Linked DNA regions of Rattus norvegicus: region 1 is linked to region 2. Evidence: chromatin contacts called from public Hi-C data. All regions are on one chromosome and are shown on one strand. Each heading gives the region's core, a stretch centred on a gene start, on an enhancer-like site or on the middle of the called end of the contact. The rest is flanking DNA. Distances are from core to core; before and after follow the strand shown. Region 1 holds the start of Zfp438 (zinc finger protein 438). Region 2 has its middle 110 kb from the start of Zfp438.

Region 1 (6,342 bases), core at 197-2,696, 110 kb before region 2:
CCCACACACAAACAACTTTGTGTGCCCATTGTTTGTGTCTACTTCTCCACTGTCCTGAGACAGAGTTCTTTCCAGGTCTGATTCATGGATAGGGTCTGATGCAAACAACAATGCCATACTTAGAAAGCTGCTCTCCCTCAAAGTCTCATCTGATCCTTGTAAATGTTAACAAAAGCTATACTATCATCTCCCAGGTTAGAGACAGACTTTTAAAAACAGTTCTAAGACTTAGGCAACTTGTCTTTGGAAAACTACTAACAGGAGAACAAAACTTAGAAGTCCTGCTTTTATTCAAGGGGTCGGTCCTCTGTAAGAATATTAACACTCTCCACTGAAGTCACAAAAATGTGGCCTCTTAATTAATCTACTATATAAGTCCATCCTAGGGTGTGTATATTCCCTTCAACGTTCCTGAGAAGTACTGTACCAGAGTTGGAGAAGTGTTACAATGTTATAACTAACTCATTCATCTGAAGGCAAGATTTTTAAACCATACAGGCAGACAAGCTGAATCTACGCATTTGTGTTGAGTATATTAGTTCTGGGTTGCTAAAAACACTTTTCTGTAATAGCCAGACCAGGGGAACAAGTATTGCCAAGATCTCTGTGATAGTGATACCAGTTATTTATTGATTCCTGATCAACTATTACTGTAGCTGAGATATCTTCAGGTTCAAAAGTCATGATCCAATGGGTTGGGGTAGGTGTGTGTGGGAGGTAAAGCCATGAGAAAGATCCTTACATACAAGTTACCACACTCCTCAGAATAATAAATGTTGTCTTAACCGTTGTGTAGGATAACATAGCTTAGTTTAGCTCACAGGGTTTCAAGACATTTCGGTCCTTTGGAAATGAAAATAAAGAAGGCTTGAGGCAAGGCAACACAGGATGTAATTTGTCATCAGAGACCTGGGCATTTGCAGGATCCCAAGGAAAGGTGAACACTGGGCAGCTAGTCTTCGAAGGGGTTCTCCATCCCAGACTGACCAAGCATGTCCTACTGGAAGATGAGAATGGACTCTGGAAATCCCATCTCTTTTATCAAAGAATTTTAAGGAGGGCCTCGCCAGTTCCCGGTTCCCAGGCCTTAGTCGCCCGCTCTTGGCTGTCACAGGCCGGTGGGAAAAGAGCCGGCCAGGCTCTGGAACAGCCTCGCCTCCATAAGCTGGTGCTGCCGGGAGGGCGCGCTCCCACTTGGGGCGGCCACCAGCCCGGCGTCACGCTCGGCAGCTCCCGTGTGTCCCGAGGCTTCCCGGTGCCCGCGATCAACACCGGGACCGCGACAGCGAGCAGCCCGCAGGCCCCGCGAGCCCCGCAAGCCAGGCAGCCGCAGGATCCTCGCCAAACTTACAGTTTTCCTACTGCGTACGCGTCACGGCGGGGTGACGTCACGGGCCGGCTTCAACGAGGTCAGCCGGCGGGCGCGGCGCTCCAGCCTAGGCCCCGCCTCCAGCACGCGGCGGGAGACGCCCCATCCCGCCCTGCCTCGACCGGCGCGCAAGCGCACACGGCCAACTGCCTTGTGCCTGTGAGCTTCGCAGGCTGGCGTACTTAGTCTGCCACTCTTCACCATCTTCACAGAGCCCCAGAGGCGAGAAGGTAGGGGGGTCGATTGACAGAAAGGGAGAGACCACGGGATCAAATCAAGTTCTCGCCCGGGCTTAGGGCCGGCGAAAGGGTTCTTACGTAGTTTTTCCTCAGATACTGCCTTCCGTCCCCTCACCTGTTCACTAAAACTGCTACACGTTTGGTAACAGACACTGTTCTCCGCCGGGGTCATAGGGGCACCTTTCCCATGGTCCTTTGCGCTGTCTCACTTCTGCCCCGACCCAGCCACTCCCGCCCGCCCGCGCCCGGAGAGACACGCCCACTAAGAGTGGACCACGCCCCTCCAGACCAACCACTGAAAGCCCCGCCTTTGCCAGGCCGGCCGACACCCGGCTAGGCCACGCCCCCGAGACCCGCCCTTCCGGCTCCGACATTTCGCGGTCTCCTGCTGCAGAGCGGCCCCGCCCTCCGTGAGGTTCTTGCTGCCTATTGCTGAAGGGAGCATCTTCTACTCTTCTACTGCCTTTCCCTTTTTGGCCCCAGGAAACCTTTTGCAAGTCACCTGTTAAGTTTAACAAGTGACCTGTGAAACTTTCCAGGAAAGTTAGCTGTTTTAAGTCCAGCTCTGGATAAAAGACCACTGCAAAGAAAGTGAAGACAGAGTGGACCACAGAATCTGAAGACTTGAAATCTGCTTCCTAGGAGCCCCACATTACTCCTTTAGACTGAAAACCTTATTTAAAAAAAAAAAGCATTTCAAACTGTGTTGGAACTAGTCTTAGAAGAGGATATACTGAGTATAATTTGTATATTCATAATTCAGTATAATTCAGGATATAATTTATAGGCAAAAGGCCAGGTCAGGGATTTCGCCTGAGAGTTCCTGTATCTAAATCTAAACAATGATTTGTTTACACTTTACCTTGGGAGTAATGGCAGGAAAATGGTAGCTTTTAACCAGAGACGAGAGCTGGTTGAAAATACACTTCACTAAGACAGGAGGAGAGTTGAGTTCCATGCCAGCCTAAGAGAGTTCCAGGACAGTCTGGACCAAAGAGCTCCTGCCTCAAAAAAGTGAAGTACAACAATAATGTATTCCAGGAAAATATACATAATTCATTTTGAAAGAACTTAATCTGTGCACTTAAATACCATGTACTCTTTTGATTCTTATCAAATGACATCAGATAAATTTGTAGTCTGTACATAATTTTAACAAGACTTTTATTTTGTGCAACAATGTAGAAAAAATATCATTTTAAAACTTACACATATCTTTACATTGTATTTATTTTTCATCAAGAACAATCTTAATATACTGTGTTTTCATTATTCACATGTTTATAAGTCTTCAATATCATTTCTCAAAACATGAATTTTCTAAAGTAATCTTCTAATTATTACCTGAGATTCTCCCACAGGCAAATGTCATATGTAATTTTTTTCAGAGTGGAAATATTATATAGCAAATGTGTTAAACGTTTTCAGTATAGGTTTTAGTATAGCGCATGGTGAATAGACCGACACCCCCAAGACTCAGGGTGGAGTGCCTTAGCGTTCTGAGTGTCAAATCTGGACAGTACAGGCATCTATTGTCTAAAGGCAGCTCTGTGCGCAGCTCCTCTCTCTACAGGAAATACTTCCATGCTAGCTTCTCCTTGCTCACTTACACCAAATTCAAGTTCATTACAGAAGCTCCACCAAATGTGACTGAGCTTCTGTGCAAGTATATTCTGTAATGCCATCTTTCACAGGTGAATGTATCTCCCATCAGAGATATTTAACATAGTTAGTGTGTACTTCAAGTTCCCTTCTCTGTCTTTTGTTTAACACATTTATTTCTTTCTTGCATGAAAGTGCAGGTCTCTAAAAATATGTGTGTGGGACTGTGGAGATGGCTCAGTGGGTAAAAAGCTTGCTTACTGAATAAGTATAAGGACCTGAGTTCAAATCTTAAGAATCTACTTAAAACTGGATTTAGTAACCCCAATCTGTAGTGGAGTGCTCCTATAGTGAGATGGGAGGGGGAGACAGGAGAATCTCTGGCAGCTTCTGGGCCAGCTCATCTACAGCATAATAATAACTAACAGAAACCTTGTCTCAAACAAGAAGAAGTCTAGGACCCAAAGAGAGACTCTTCTCAGACCTCCACATGTATACGTTGGTATGCATAAAGGCCAGTGAACAAATGTTCACACACACACACACACACACACACACACACACACACACACATCCTAACACACACAAACTTGTGGCATTAAGGGGAAAAACTCTGAACAGTCAAATGGTCCAATAATATTTTTGAGATTCTTTCATTTTGATATCGCTGCCCCTGGCAATCTACTTTCCAGAATCTACATAATACTTGCTTCATTTCTACTAAGCAAGCTGAGTAAAGCCTCACCTCACCTTTGCAAACAATGGCTGATGTTTCCTGGGAGTCTTATGCCAAGGACCACCCTTGAAACTGAGTGTATACTATAATTATTCCCATCTTATCCACTGGGCAAGCAGGACTTCAGGAGACAAAGTCAGATGCAGGTTACAGATAATAATAATGGAAGGCTTGAAACCTTAATTTCTAAACCACACTCATAATAATCATTGATCTGTATGATTTCATGTGAAAAATAATAATTTAAGAAACAACCAAAAAAAGGAAAGTCAAAGATGCATTATGTAAAATTTAACTCAAGACAGTGATCACTACCCACTACTCTAGGTTGAATATCCTAGGCCACAGCTTCTGCAGAAGACTCCTACTCTACTGGAGTCCAAGCCAATCCCTGGAAGCCCAGATGCCACACAAGTCACCAAAACCCCAGCAGACACACCCTATGGGCTGGTCAATAGAATCACAGGCCACTCAGGACAGAAGACCAGAGGTGAAACAAACCAAGGGGACAAACATCCAAAAAATTATCCATCTGACAAAGATAATCTCAAAAATTGGCATCTAACCCCAAAAGCAGATGCCTAGAGGCCAGGTAAGAACATCAAAATGGCCAGATCAGCAACAGTGGCACCACCAGAATCCAGATGTCGTACTACAACAAGTCCTGGATATTCCAACATAGCTGAAGCACAAGAAAAGAAAGAACCTGAAATCCAACCCTATGAAAAGGATAGAGGCTCTTAAACAAGAAATTAATAAACCCCTTGAAGAATACAGAAAAACACAAAGAGGTGAAGGATATGAGTCAAATTGTTCAAGACCTGAAAATGGAAATAGAAGCAATAAAGAAAACACAAACCTAGAGAATCCTGGAGATGGAAAACCTAGGTAAGAGAACAGGAACTACAGAAAAAGCATACCTACAGAATACAAGAGGTGGAAGAAAGAATCTCAGGCATAGAAAATATGATAAAAGAATTTGATACTTCAGTCAAAGAAGATGTTAAATTTAAAAGTTACTGACACAAAACCGAGGAAATATGGGAAGCTATGGAGCGACAAAAATCCAAGAATGATAGAAATAGAAGAAGGAGAAGAATCCTAGTTCAAAAACTGACAAAATATATGTAACAAACCATAGAAGAGAAATTCCCCAAACTAAGAAAGAAGTGCACATAAACATTCCACTAAAATCAGGGACAAGTCTCTCCAACTCTCTCTGTATCTATTCAATATAGTACTTGAAGTTTTAGCTAGAGCGGTAAGACAACAAAAGGAGATCAAGGAGATACAAGTTAGAAAAAAGTCAAAGTATTGCTGTGTACAGATGATAACGATAGTATATATAAGTGACCTCAAAAATTCTACTAGGGAACTTCTACAGCTATAAATACCTTCAACAACATGACTAGATACTAGATTAATTTTTAAAAACCAGTATCCCTCTTATATACAAGCAATAAATGACTGAGAAAGAAATCAGGGAAGCAATGCCCTTCACAATAGTCACGAATCACATAAAATATATGGAGGTGACTAAGGAAGTGAAAGACCTGTATGTCAAGAACTTCAAATCTTTGAAGAAAGAAATTGAAGAAGATCTCAGAAGATGGGAAGATCTTCCATGATCATGGATTGAAAAGATTAGCATGGTAAAAATAGCCATCCTACCAAAAACAATATATGGATTCAGTGTAATTCCCATCAAAACTCCAAGGCAAATTCTTTATAGACCTTGAAAGAAGACAATAGTTAAAACAATCCTGTACAATAAAAGAACTTCCAAAGGAAAAGTATGACCATCCCTGATTTCAAGCTGTACTACAAAGCTATAGTAATATAAACCACATGGTACTGGCATTAAAAACAGACAGGCAGATCAATAGAATTGAATCAAAGGCCCAGATGCAAATCCACGTACCTATGGACTCCTGACTTTTGACAAAGAAGTCAAAATTATACAATGAGAAAAAGGCAAGAATCTTTAATAAATGATGCTGGTCTAACTGGCTGTCTGCATGTAAAAGAGTGCAAATAGATCCATACTAATCACCTTGCACAAAACTCAAGTTCAAGTGGATCAAAGAACTCAACATAACCAAATATACTGAACCTGATAGAAAAGAAAGTGGGGAAAAGCCCTGAATGCATTGGCAGAGAAGACAACCTCCTGAACAGAACACCGATAGAACAGACACCAAGATCAGTAATCAATAAATGGAAATTTCATAAAACTGAAAAGCTTCTGTAAGGCTGAGGATACCGTCAATAGGACAAAATGGTAACCTACAGACTGGAAAAAGATCTTCACCAACCCCACATCTGACAGAGGGCTAACTTCCAAAATATATAAAGATTTCAAGAAATTAGGCATCAACAATCCAAATAATTTGATT
Region 2 (6,353 bases), core at 1,996-4,495:
GACGAACTATCCCAGGCCCAGGACAGAGACCCTTCTGGTCTTTCCCAACTAGTAAGCGGCTCTCCTCTTTGCCTTTCAATAGGTTCACCTGTGTCCTGTTGTTTTTGCATTTGGGGAAATTACTTATGACATGATGCTGTCGCTTAGCTGAAACTTAAATATTTTGTGCAGAAAAATCTGTCCCTTCTTGCCATTTTGTTTGGAAGTGACAAATGGGACACATTTCCCCAAGGTGTATGATGAAGGACAGAATCTTTTAAGTTCATTTTTAATCAATAGAAACTGAGAACCTCTAGTCTGGCGGTGAGATTTCTCAAGGACAGGACCAGCACTGGAAGAATATGAGCCCCAGATTGCTAGAGGTAGCCAAACTGGACGGCAGGGAAAAAGGAAAAGTGATCCCTGCAAAAGTTAGAGCGGTACAGATCCCACTGGACCAGGACAGAGCAGTGGGACAGACTCCCAGTTTTGACATTGGAGAGTCTTTGATCAGATTGGTAATTACTGTTCCTGCTTGGAAACTTACCATCTCTATCCAGAAAAACTCTGGAAATTTGACCTCTTTGTGGACATTTCCACTTTCTGTTCTGTCTGTTTCTGAAAGAGTCTAGGTACCCTCATATTTCATCTTTCCTAGCATGGCTCTGGTTTCCTCCTGGCCTGCGGAGTTCATTCCTTTTCCCAGGAAAGTTGATATTGTTCCTCTTTTCCCAAAGGATTTCTGACCTCAAACCCCTTAACATTTCTGCCCTTTCTCAGGCTTATGGCTCTATCTTAGGCTCCTCCTACCTTATTTTAAGTCAACACTCATTTGGGCTGAAAACATTCTCCCCTTACTGCCACTGGGGGCAAACTGCATATGCCCATTGCTTACTTTGGGTAAGAAAAAGGTGAGGAGAGAAAAGAAAGGCAGAAGGAAGAAGAGAGAGAAAAGGAGAAGAGAGGAGAGAAGGGAAGGGAGAGGAAAGGGAAGGAGACAAGAGGAGTGGAGAGTAAAGGAGAGGAGGGAAGGGGAAGAGAGAGAAGAAAGGGTAAGGGAGAGGAGGGTAGGGGAGAGGAGAGGGAAGGGAGGAGAGGACAGGAAAGAAAAGCGAGAGATGGGGAGGGGGAGGGGAAGGAGGGAAGGCAGAAGGTTGTTAAGTAGTTAGGCTGTGGCCCATGCAAGTTTTCTGGAGCTGACATCATATTGCCCTTGCCTGAAGTTGATTCCTTTACTTTTTCCATTCAAGATATGTTTTCACTGCTTGCCTCATGTCTGGAAAGGCTGGTCTTACTAACAGCCCTGCACTTAGTCCCAGGGTCTTTCTCTGTGTAAATCTGTGTCTAATGTTGCTGTATTGTTTATGTTGTCTTTTTCAACTTCCTGGTCTATACTCCATAGAGTTCACCTTTAGCCTGCCCAAGTTGTCCTACTTTCTAAATTAAGTGCTGGCTGTCCCCAAAGTACAAACACCATATTTAGGAAAGGCCTTTACGCAGAAAAAGCTGGTCCTTTATGCTTTGGGGTGGCCTTGTCAGAACTGTAAGGGGAATGTCTCTTTGCCACTAAGCTTTAGCAACTGGGTAGTTCTTCCCATGAGGGATAAGTGTGACTATTTTCCTAGGAAACCATTACACATTGTGGTCCTGACAGTCCCACAGAGGTGTGTCAGGAGCATAACATTATCTCTGATAATCAGGAGGAAAACCCAGCTTTCTTCCCACTGTTGCCGCACTGGCTCCGTCTCATTTTGTAAAGATTCCTTTGCCTTGTCTGTGACACAGATGAGTCAGAAACTACAATACAAAGAAAGATGTGAGGGAAGTATGCCTGTGCACTTTCCGGCTAGTCCACGTGAGGTATGAAGGAGTAGTTTATATGCAACCATCACTATTCATTTACTCTCAGCCTTGGTTTCCTGGTGAAGAGTGGTGAGGAGCTTTCCCCAGTGAAAGCATCATCGCCCACCTAGAGTTTGGTTGTGTAGCTGCACTGCAGTGTTTCTGTGGGAAAATGTTTGCTTTCCTTTCCAAAAACTGATTTACAAACAAATTCTCTCTCGGAAGGAAAAGCCAGTCTAAATTTAGCGCTTCCTAGATTAGCTCTAGTTTTCAGAACAGATTTCGTCTGTCATTCACACAAGTCATCTGGGGACAGGGTTATCAAAGCAGTCAGGTGAGACCAAGAGGTTACACCTGCCTGATGTCAGCCAAGCAGCAGGGCTGGGGAAGAGATCTTTACAGCCAGAGAAAAGGTTTCAGTTTCACCTGGGCGAATTTTCTGTCCATATTAAATGAATGCTAACGATGCTGTACAGAAAGAATCTTAGATGTGTAAGTAAGTCTCCCCTGTGTGCCAACATACTCATCCAATTTCTTGTCTTTCTTGGGGGAAAAAAAACAATAGAAGCCCAGATTTCCAAATTGGTATATCAGAGAGCAAGTTTATAGCAGCGGTTCTCAATCTTCCTAATACTGAGATCCTTTACTATAGTCTTCTTGTTGTGCTGACCCCCAAGCATAAAATTATCTCCTTGCTACTTCATAACTGTAATTTTGCTACTGTTATGAATCACAGTGTAAATATCTGAAATATAGGATATCAGATATGGGACTCAAAGGGGGTCGAGACCCACAGTTTGAGAACCCCTGCTCCGCAGTGAGCTAGAATTAACAGGTGCTGGGTTCACCTACAACTCTTGCTCCTGCAAAATTCCTACAGAAGCTGGAGTGCTCTTATGAGGACATAGTTTTAGGTCTTTCTTCTGGTCTGCTACCTGAAAGAACAGAGCTATTTCTTGAGTCTAATTAACCATTAGTGAAAGAGCTTCCCAATGAACATGGCTCTCAGGACAAATGCCTGGGCCAGGGGCCCCAGGGTCCTTGCTGTTTATGCCAAGGCCCTACACAGTCAAGGTATGCCTTCCTGCCTACTGACTGAAACTCTTTTGTTCACAGGGCTTGTAAGTTGCATTTTATTAGTAATAATGACTGGCAGAGAGGGCATTTTCTGATTCTTAATGATGAACTGCAGGAACTGTGGGCCTGAGGCGATGCATATACTATGCTATTAAACTCTGAAATTTGAAAATGTAAAGAAAAGTAATTACCTTCTTATGCATGTTACCATAGATACCAAGTTTTGTTTATCATTTTAGCCCTTTCTTAGAGGTTAAAGTCCAGTTTAGTAACCAATAGGGAAGGGGCCCTTCAACCTCAATTTCCAGTCAGTGTGTAACACTTGACTTTATGCGGTGAGTGTGTTTCTCTGAGAAGCCATCACTCACCCTGAAATGGCATGTGGAGTGCCACAGAAAGTATTCATATTTCATGGAACAGTTCAGCAGTCAGTCTTCAGCTAAGCCCATAGCTGTTTATGCTCCCCCCAACCCCAGAGGCAAGAAGTTTCAGATCATTCTTTTACCCTAAAGAATGGTCGATTTTTCAGCCTTCAGATTGCATGCACATATTTTATGCATTATGCATTAGTGCCAGAAATACTTTTTCAATTGGATCCATTATTACAGCACATAGCTCAGAGATTAACTTTAAGGGTGAAGAAGAAGATGCCCAGAGACTTGCCTATTACTCCATAATTCACACAGTAACTATTTGCTCCGCATGTTTTTGAGCTTGGAACACCACTTCTTTTAAAACTCTGTGGAAAGGCAGGAGTCCAGCAACTTTACATCATTGCAAAAGCGCTGGCCCAAACTTATATGACTGTTTGTTGCCATCCGTCCTACGGATAAAAGATTTTGGAGGAAAAGTTTAGAAAATGTCATCCAGAATTTTAAGCTTTCTCCTTTGAATTTTTCTTTAGCTATTGGCTTTTATGTTTCTTTATCACAATAAAAAAGTAATACAGCAGATTTCATCAGCTAGTTAATACAGAAACAATGTATTCTCATTCATCTGAGAATCTTCAAAGTGAGTTCAGCTCTGTGAAGAGGCAGGAGTCAGAGGTGTAAGCTATGCCACAGTACCCCATGACACATGCTGCTCTAGAGCTATGAGGAGACACACTGAGCAAAAACAAGGCCAGAGCAGGTCAGAGGACTCAGGAAGGTGTCTCAAAACAAGTGGTGGGTATTTCCATGTGAAGCCTACCATATAAGACACAAGTATAAGGCCATTATTATCTTATTATCTTACATCCTTAACTATTCTTCCTTCACCATGTGCACATGTGTGTTTATGTGCTTGTGTGTGTGTGTGTGTGTGTGTGTGTGTGTGTGTGTGTGAAAGAGAGACAGGCAGACAGACAGAGACAGAAAGATTGAAGCATGTATATGTGCGTGTGCATCAGAGGCCAGAAAAGGGACAGTCTACCCCTCTCTTTCCACCTATTGCCCTGAGACAGGGTTTCCACTAAACCTGAAGTTTACTGTTTTGGCTGATTGGCCAGCAAGCTCCTGGGATCCTCCAATTCCACCCCTCAACACAAGAGTTACAGATATCCATGGCTTTTATGTGGGTACTGGAGGTTCAAACTCAAGTCCTTGTATTTGCAGAGCAAATGTTCTTGCCCTCTGATCCACATCCCCAACTCCACTTGGCCATCATTCTACTGAAACACAAAAATGGACATATTCTCACAGTATTAAAATAGAAAAATCTCGCAGTAGCTTTTAGGCATTCTGTACTCTACCCACCCAAGCGTACATAGCACTAAGCAGCACTAAACTCACCTAAAGAACCAAGTCTTGACGTAGTTGTGACAAGCCACACTGATGCAGCAAAGTGTAGACATAAGGATGCTGGTTAAAGCAGGTGAACACCTGACTTACTGACTTCCCTGTCACCGTTCAAGGCTGTGACACACCATTTCCTGTCTTTAGAGAAGTACGTGGGGAGAATCCTGACACTTTTCTTTGTGCTGTTTTTACCTATAGACAGCCAAATCGTACTTGATGCTAGTGTGATTTATGTAGAACATTAGTGTCACACTCTAAAAGCTTATGTTATGAATAGAAGGAAATAAAGGGACCAGATGTGACCTTATTAGAGAAGGTGACTGGAACCTGTGGACCTAAGTAAGAGCTTTGAAGACACAGTGCTCATATGTACAGTCCCACAGATGAGCTACCATGGACTTAAAGGGTAGACAGTATCCAATAAATCCTGTGGTTACAGAAAGCACAGCGGCCTCCCAGGAGCAGGCTGGGCTAGGGAGTCCACAGAACTTAAGTGAAAAGAGTATGGGCAGGAAGGGGAGCAGACAGCAAGGGGCCTTGCCATTCACTTGCAATGTAGATGTGTTGGTGAGTTCCTCTATCTTCAAAGCCACACAGCCACCACCTCCCAGTTGCTTTCCCTGATGCTGACACTCACCCCAGAAGACCACCACCCAACAGCTTACTCCTGAAATGGCATGGTTAGACAACAGTCCCACATTTGCCCGTACCATCTCCCTTAGTGTTCCACAAGGCAAGCACTGTAGCTTGCCCACTGTCTTCTTGAGTGTTAAGAGCCTGGCATGGAGCCCAAGGCAGCAATCTCTGACTGTGCCAACAAAAGCAGAGGTTCAGCCCCAGGCCACCATTGTCCAGTAGTAAAAAGAAAGAATGTGTTTCTGGCAAATGGGTCTTGAGCTAGAAGGGTGTAAGGTTCATTCTAGATCTTTCAGAGACCATACATGAAGGATCAAAGAAGATTCTTGTGACCTGAATAAAGAAGAAAAACCTCAAATTCAAATCAGAGCTTTCAGCTTGGGGCCACTGATACTTGTACCTACAAACACACAGTGGGTAAATTTGATATTACAAGAGAGGGAAGCCCAAGAAGGCAGCCACTGGCCATTAAATGACAAAGTTGCTAGGGGGGGTTGAATGCCCCCTTCCCCTCTCCCCAACCCCCAAGCTGAAAAGTTGGAAGTAGGACCCTGACCAGCTTAAAGCTGTGAGGTTGATATTTCAAACTAAGTTTCTGATAAATCATGAGCCTTGCATGACATCCTCTACCATGCTGTGGCACTGAGGAAGGTCCTCCCCAGCACAGTGACAGGCTCTGAGCCACAGAACACTGGGAAATAAACCTCTGTTCCTCATAGGTTCCTCAGCAGAAGGCAGTCTATTACAGCAACAGAAAATACAACAGAAAAGACAGTTGCCCAACACTGAGGACATTTCCTTAACATTTTTGAATAGTTGCCTTTTCAATAGAAAGATCCAGGGGGATTCTAAATGTTTTCAAAGGGAAGAGAGAAAAAACACTTCTGCAAATAGTCTGCCATCCAACTGTTTATTGATAAGCAGTTGCTTCAAGATCGACTCCCTTGGCATGGGCTAAATCAATCATGAGCGCAGCCTGAGGGAGACAACCTAACCTAATTGAGAATGCACACAGCCCAGAGAACACTTGTTCTGACTCAG

What was found. Hi-C and Micro-C count contacts between places; a contact is called where the count stands out from the background.
Region 1: a Hi-C map of Schwann cells shows a contact between it and region 2, with 2.6 times the contacts expected there. The contact joins the promoter of Zfp438 here to the enhancer-like site in region 2.

What each region holds. Positions count from the first base shown.
Region 1 is chr17:57,116,741-57,123,082 of GRCr8, reverse strand. Zfp438 (zinc finger protein 438) reads right to left here and starts at 1,446. Exons shown (of 5, transcript NM_001107358.1): 1 at 1,352-1,446. It overlaps LOC108348574 (a long non-coding RNA gene), which reads left to right and starts at 1,486. Exons shown (of 3, transcript XR_001841939.3): 1 at 1,486-1,599.
Region 2 is chr17:57,008,298-57,014,650 of GRCr8, reverse strand. No RefSeq gene overlaps it. Among named protein-coding and RNA genes, the nearest start is that of Zfp438, 110 kb to the left of the region's middle. Within about 2 kb of position 3,245, at least 5 of the 93 cell types and tissues checked have an H3K27ac peak or open chromatin away from gene starts, as enhancers often do. A contact at or near this core is called in Schwann cells, where this site is marked.